Regions from separate parts of the Mus musculus genome. Here region 2 is linked to region 1. Evidence: chromatin contacts called from public promoter capture Hi-C data. All regions are on one chromosome and are shown on one strand. Each heading gives the region's core, a stretch centred on a gene start, on an enhancer-like site or on the middle of the called end of the contact. The rest is flanking DNA. Distances are from core to core; before and after follow the strand shown.

The links. Promoter capture Hi-C pulls out the DNA fragments that hold promoters and counts their contacts.
Region 2: a promoter capture Hi-C map of macrophages shows a contact between it and region 1, with 5 read pairs. The contact joins the promoter of Kif22 here to the promoter of Zfp553 in region 1. A contact is called at or near these places in 5 of 39 promoter capture datasets (cranial neural crest, liver, macrophages and 2 more), 2 of 484 Hi-C or Micro-C datasets (CD8 T cells and bone marrow-derived macrophages), 4 of 115 datasets of contacts at active chromatin or transcription factors (bone marrow-derived macrophages, embryonic stem cells, fetal liver and 1 more) and 4 of 9 other capture datasets (adipose tissue, liver, macrophages and 1 more).

What each region holds. Positions count from the first base shown.
Region 1 is chr7:127,231,694-127,234,393 of GRCm38.p6, reverse strand. It overlaps Zfp553 (zinc finger protein 553), which reads right to left and starts at 1,333. Exons shown (of 2, transcript NM_146201.2): 1 at 908-1,333. It overlaps Gm4532 (predicted gene 4532), which reads left to right and starts at 1,264. Exons shown (of 1, transcript NR_030674.1): 1 at 1,264-1,976. It also overlaps a transcript of Septin1 not described here.
Region 2 is chr7:127,041,068-127,043,767 of GRCm38.p6, reverse strand. Kif22 (kinesin family member 22) reads left to right here and starts at 1,348. Exons shown (of 14, transcript NM_145588.1): 1 at 1,348-1,424. The coding sequence starts at 1,367.

The DNA of each region.
Region 1 (2,700 bases), core at 84-2,583:
AGGGCTACACAGGAACCCCCCCCCCCAAAAAAAAGAAAGAAAGAAAGTTAGTAGAAAACTTTCCAAGCCCCTCTCTGCGGTCCCATAAATCATCCCAGCACTGAATGCCATCGGGTTTGAGAGAAGTGTTTCCTACTTGGAGGAAACCCTACCCTGGGCCGAGTTTCTAACTATCTACTCAAGCCTGTGTTATATTACAGTATTTCAATTTAGAAAACCTAGTATATGGTCTTTTGATCGAATTTCTGTGGGTTTTTTTTTTTTCTTTTTTTTCCTCCAGTTTTTGAGACTGTCTTACTGTACTGCCCAGACTGGATCTGAATTCTCCACTCCATTGGCTCTATCCTGGTAACTTCTACGATCTTGTATAAACTTACTTCCCTACAGATAAACAGATATGGGGTGTAGGAGAGAAAAAACAAAGTAGCAATGATTGTAACTGCGGGTTCGGAATAAACCTGCTGCCACAAGAGGCAAGAGATAAGTCAAGGACCGGCATTACTCTGCAGCAAAAACAACGGAAAGGAACGCGGTTATTTGGAAAAGGATACTGAGACTACTCTGAGCACGCAAGGTCTGTACTTAACACTAGAGCTTTTAAATTAATAAAAATAAGAAAGCCAGGGAAGGTTTTGAGAAGGCAGCCAGTATTAGAGCTGGATTTACAGCAGAACGCATGCAGAGAAAGAGCACCAGAGATTACAATTGAGCCTGGAGGCCTGCAGTAGGGCTGAGTGAAGGGGGAGGGGAGAGCGTTAGGGAGGATGCCCCTCACGGCCTGGCACACAGTAGGTGTTGGCTTCTTCCCTTCGGATTTTGCTGCCCCTTCGCCCACGTCCGACTTTCCTGGGCCCTGGGTCCCCAAGCATCCATTACCTTCCTGTGCGATGCGGACCGCCGCCCTCACCTGTACCGATGGCTCTCAGCCGCTTTCAAGTCCTCTGTACCGCGAAGCTCGGCGCCCCAGGGCTGTGCAGCGCGCTGCACCGTCGGCCCACGACCGGGACGCGGCCCCGGTGAGTCCGAGGGCACCTGCCGCCCCGTTCCCCTCGGTACAACAGGAACCCAGCAGCCAGCCGCACGGGTACGGGCTCCACGCCACGCCAGGAGGGGGCTCGGCCCACGTCCCGGGCGCCGCTGGGCGGGACGGGAAGCGGAAGCACGGGCCTCGGCGAGCTGCTCTAGGACCCGGAGGAGCCGCGGGCTCGGCGGCGGCGGCGGCGGCGTGGACCAGTTCTAGCCGTGCCCTGCGGCGCTAGCGGCGTGCCTCCTCGGATGGACAGCTGGCACGGCGGAGCCGGACTGCCCGCGCGGGACAACCAGGAAGGAGCCCAGGAATGGAGTGGCAGACAAAGGGAAACAGAGAGCCGGCGGGCGGGGCGGGGCGCCGAGGCGGGGGAAACAAAGCCCAGCTCGGAGTGGGGGCTGGGCCGGGGCAGGCAGGTCGAGCTGGAGCCTGCCAAGTTCTAGCCTGAGAGTCACGAGTCGGGGCACTGTCGGCGAGAGACGATGCTCGGGGACAGGACCTAGAGACTGGGTACCAGAGACAAAGAGATGTAGAAACAGATAAGAACCGTCAAGTCACCCTAATGGAATCAGGGGCCCTAAGAGGCGGAGAGCCTGGAGAGAAACGGGCGGGAGACAGAACAAAGGACGACAGGCGGAGACAAAGGTAGAAAAACAAAGAAAGGCTTTGCAAAGGCCAAGCCCAGGGAGGGACTGAAGAATAAACCCTGCCTCCATCTTGCTGGAGTCACGTTCCAAAGGATCCAGGCCCTAGAAGCATAACCCCGGCATCTTATGTTGTAGGCAGGTTTTCCTTTATAGAGGTGAGTACCCAGAGGCTTCCGTCCTGCCACTAAAGCGAGTGCTAACGGGGTTTTTATTAATTCGTTATGTTTTAGCAGTACATAATGTTATTTGTATTATATTAGATTTGTCAATAAAGCAGAAGTTAGAGATAAAGTTAAACCATGCATCGTCTGTCCCTTGAGTGCGGTCAGTTTTTGTGGGGTTTTTTGTTTTGTTTTTTCGAGACCGGGTTTCTCTGTATAGCCCTGGCTGTCCTGGAACTCACTTTGTAGACCAGGCTGGCCTCAAACTCAGAAATCCACCTGCCTCTGCCTCCCGAGTGCTGGGATTAAAGGCGTGCGCCACCACGCCCGGCTAGAGTGCGGTCAGTTTTTTTAAAAAAAATCATACAAGGCGTGGAGAACTGGGCCAGTGGCATGCCTCAGTGGGAAAAGGGGATTGTCCGCAAGCTTGACAACCTGAGTTCTCTCCAGGGAACCTGTGTGGTGGAAAGGAGAGTGCACGTTGTCCTGTGACCTCCACATGCACTGGTGCAATGTGCCCCCCAAATTTTAAAAATTCTAACTAACTTAAAAAAAAAAATTGGTTGGTCCTGTTAATCCCAAAGCAGGGAGGAGAAAGACCACTGACCCAAATTATCATGCCCAATTAAAGCAAGCTTTGTTACTCTTCTACACGAGATGCCTGCCCCTAAGATGGATTCAAAGGTCAGTATTGAACTAGGGAAAAATAAGGGTTTTATAGCTCGAGGGGGTTGGGGGGGTCCAAACTGGGGATTTGGCAGGCAAATAGGTGGAGTTACAGAGCAGAACAGTTACAAGGCGTTCATAACAACAGGTGGTTACAGTGATCTTTTGAGACAAATGTAGGCTTGCAAGATGGCTGTAA
Region 2 (2,700 bases), core at 99-2,598, 190 kb after region 1:
GTTTTTACATATCAAACTGAAAGTTTGCTTTTAAGAATTCAGAAGTAAGACGGGCAGTGGTGGTGCACACCTTTAATCCCAGCATTTTGGAAGCAGAAGCAGGCAGATTTCTGAGTTCAAGGTCAGCCTGGTCTACAGAGTGAGTTTCAGGACAGCCAGGGCTATACAGAGGAAATCCTGTCTCGAAGAAGAAAAAGAAAGGAAAAAAAAAAAAAAAGAATTTAGAAGTAATAACCAAAATGTCAAACAGTCCAGTTTCCATTTCCATGGTAATGAAGTTAACCTTAAGTCACTAGACTGTGACCAATCAGTTCTTGATTGTGTGAAATGCCGTCTCATTCTAGACCTGTAAATTGTGCTAGTCAATATCTTTGAATTTAGCTGGGTGTAGTGACACACAACTTTGATTCCTGTCTTTAGTCCCAGCACCAGGAAGGCAAAGACAGACAGGTCTCTGTGAGTTTGAGTCCAGTTTAGTCTACACCATTCTGGGACAGCCAGGGCTACCTAAAGATAATCTGTCTCACTGTGGTCCTTCATGGTTAGATGGCAAAGTGTTGCAGCTTCCAGGGCAGAAGAGCGCAGGTCTTTGTTAGTTTAAACCCAGCCTGGTCTACATAGTGAGTTACAATGTTGCTAGTTAGAGACCCAAAGACCACCAAAGTCTGGTTTGACAATCTGTATTAAGTCGCTAGAAAATTCCTGGAAAGAAACTCCTCACAAAGCAGTCTCAACTGCATTTTACAGAAGCTTTTAAAGGTAAAGAGCACACAAAAACTACATCCTGTTTGGCAGTTGCAGGGCAAAGGAAAGCAAGCAGTTTAACAGAAGCCAAACGCATGCAATTAGCTGGGGGCATTTTGTCCCAAGATTCTAAAACAGGGCTGGGAACTTTCCCACAGTAAGAAAAAAAAAAGGGGTGGTGGTGGGGGAGTCAAGTTCAAAGAGGAACTTTTTGCCTTCTCACACCAGGACAGCCAGGGCTACAAAGAGATTCTGTCCGCTCCAAAAGGCAAAAATTGTATTCAGAGCTGGGAACTTTGAATATAGAATCAATCAAGTGCTTTCAGAAGAAAAGCTGAGAAGGAAAAGTCGGGCGAAAGTCTGCATTTAGCCAATTCCAACCTGGCAATTCAAAAGCCTGAAAGTGCAGGGACCTCAGTTACTGACCATTTAGTGACAGACTCCAGGGCCCTATCCCTGGGAATATTTTGCTTTCGAGACCGGAAGTGAGCCCGAGACGGCGGAATTACGGTAAATTAGAACCGAAACTTCCGGCGGCACGTAGCTGCGATTGGTCGAATCTGAGAGGGAGGCGGGGCCCCGGTAATTCAAAAGAGAGAAGCGGGCCGAAGAAGGGAAGGCTATGAGCTTAAGGGCTAAGACGTGTCCGCAGCGACGGGAGATGGCGTCGGCCACCTCAGGTACGCGGGCCGGGAGGAGGGAGCACCACTGCGTGAGACTTACAGAGTAGCAGTGGTCCCGGAAAATCCAGCCGGCGCGGGGCGGAAGGGCGAGGGGACGCTGGCTGGCGGGCGTGGAGGTGGGCGCCACCGCACCCTGTCCTCTATTCGCTGCCTTCGGCGGTGTAGAGGGGGTTGAGACCCTGCCGAGGCTCCAGCTCCTGTCTAGAGCCTGAGCGCTAATGTGTGCGCTTCAATTTGTGTCATCTGTAAAGCCGGGCAGCCACCCGTCTGTAAAGACTGAGCAGCGAAGAGCCTCTTTATCTGTCTGTCTGTCTGTCTGTCTGTTCAGAGATCCCACTCCGACTGAAGGCTGTGTGAGATCACACGGCAAAGGAAAATCCTTTCCCTCCAGCCTTGGAACCGGATGCTGTTTTCCTGGTGAAAAGGCTGGCTGCCAGGAGATTCCAAATCTTTCCTAAGACGATTTGCGTATGCGTGTCTTTCCTCTTTCTATAGGCCGAAATCTGGCCTGTTTGTTTGGCTTTGGGGGAGGCAGACCTTTAGGAGAACGCCTCAGCCAGGCAGTGCTGCAAGCATTTTGTGATGAACCGTTTAATGTTGTACAGAGCTCTGAGGTCATGACTGTTAATGCCCTGTCTTTAACAAAAAGCTTTAATTTTATCAATGTGTGCCACCTATGTGTGGATCTCCGCAGAAGCCAGAAGTGTTGGACCCTCTAAAGCTGGAGTTACTGGCAGCTGTGAGCCACCAGATGTGGACCCTGGGAACCAAACTCAGAACCTCTAGAAAACTAATAGGCACTCAATTTCTAAGGCTCACCAGCCCCCTGTACTTGTGTTTTGACAAGAGGAAGCAGGCATAAATGGGGTAGATAGCTTCTTCAAGATAGCACAACTAGTAAATATTGGGAATCTAAATTCACACTCAGGTAGTTACACTGTAATGCCTCTGCCCTTGACAGTTATGTCCGAATACAGACTCTGAGACCCAGGGTGCTTGGTATGTAGTAAACGTTAAAGTGCTGAAAGACTGTTAGCCCTTTCCAAGAAATTACAATCATTTTCAAATAGTCCCATAAACAAATGTAGTATGAGGAAATACATTGGTAGAAAAGCATAAACTTGTAGTGTAGAATCTGAAACAAACCTTTGGGTATTTTGAGAAATCTTTATTAAGAAATGGTAATTGGAAGCTGAGTGGTGGCGCACACCTTTAATCCCAGAACTCAAGAGGCAGAGGCAGGTGGATCTCAGTTCAAGGCCAGCCTGGTCTA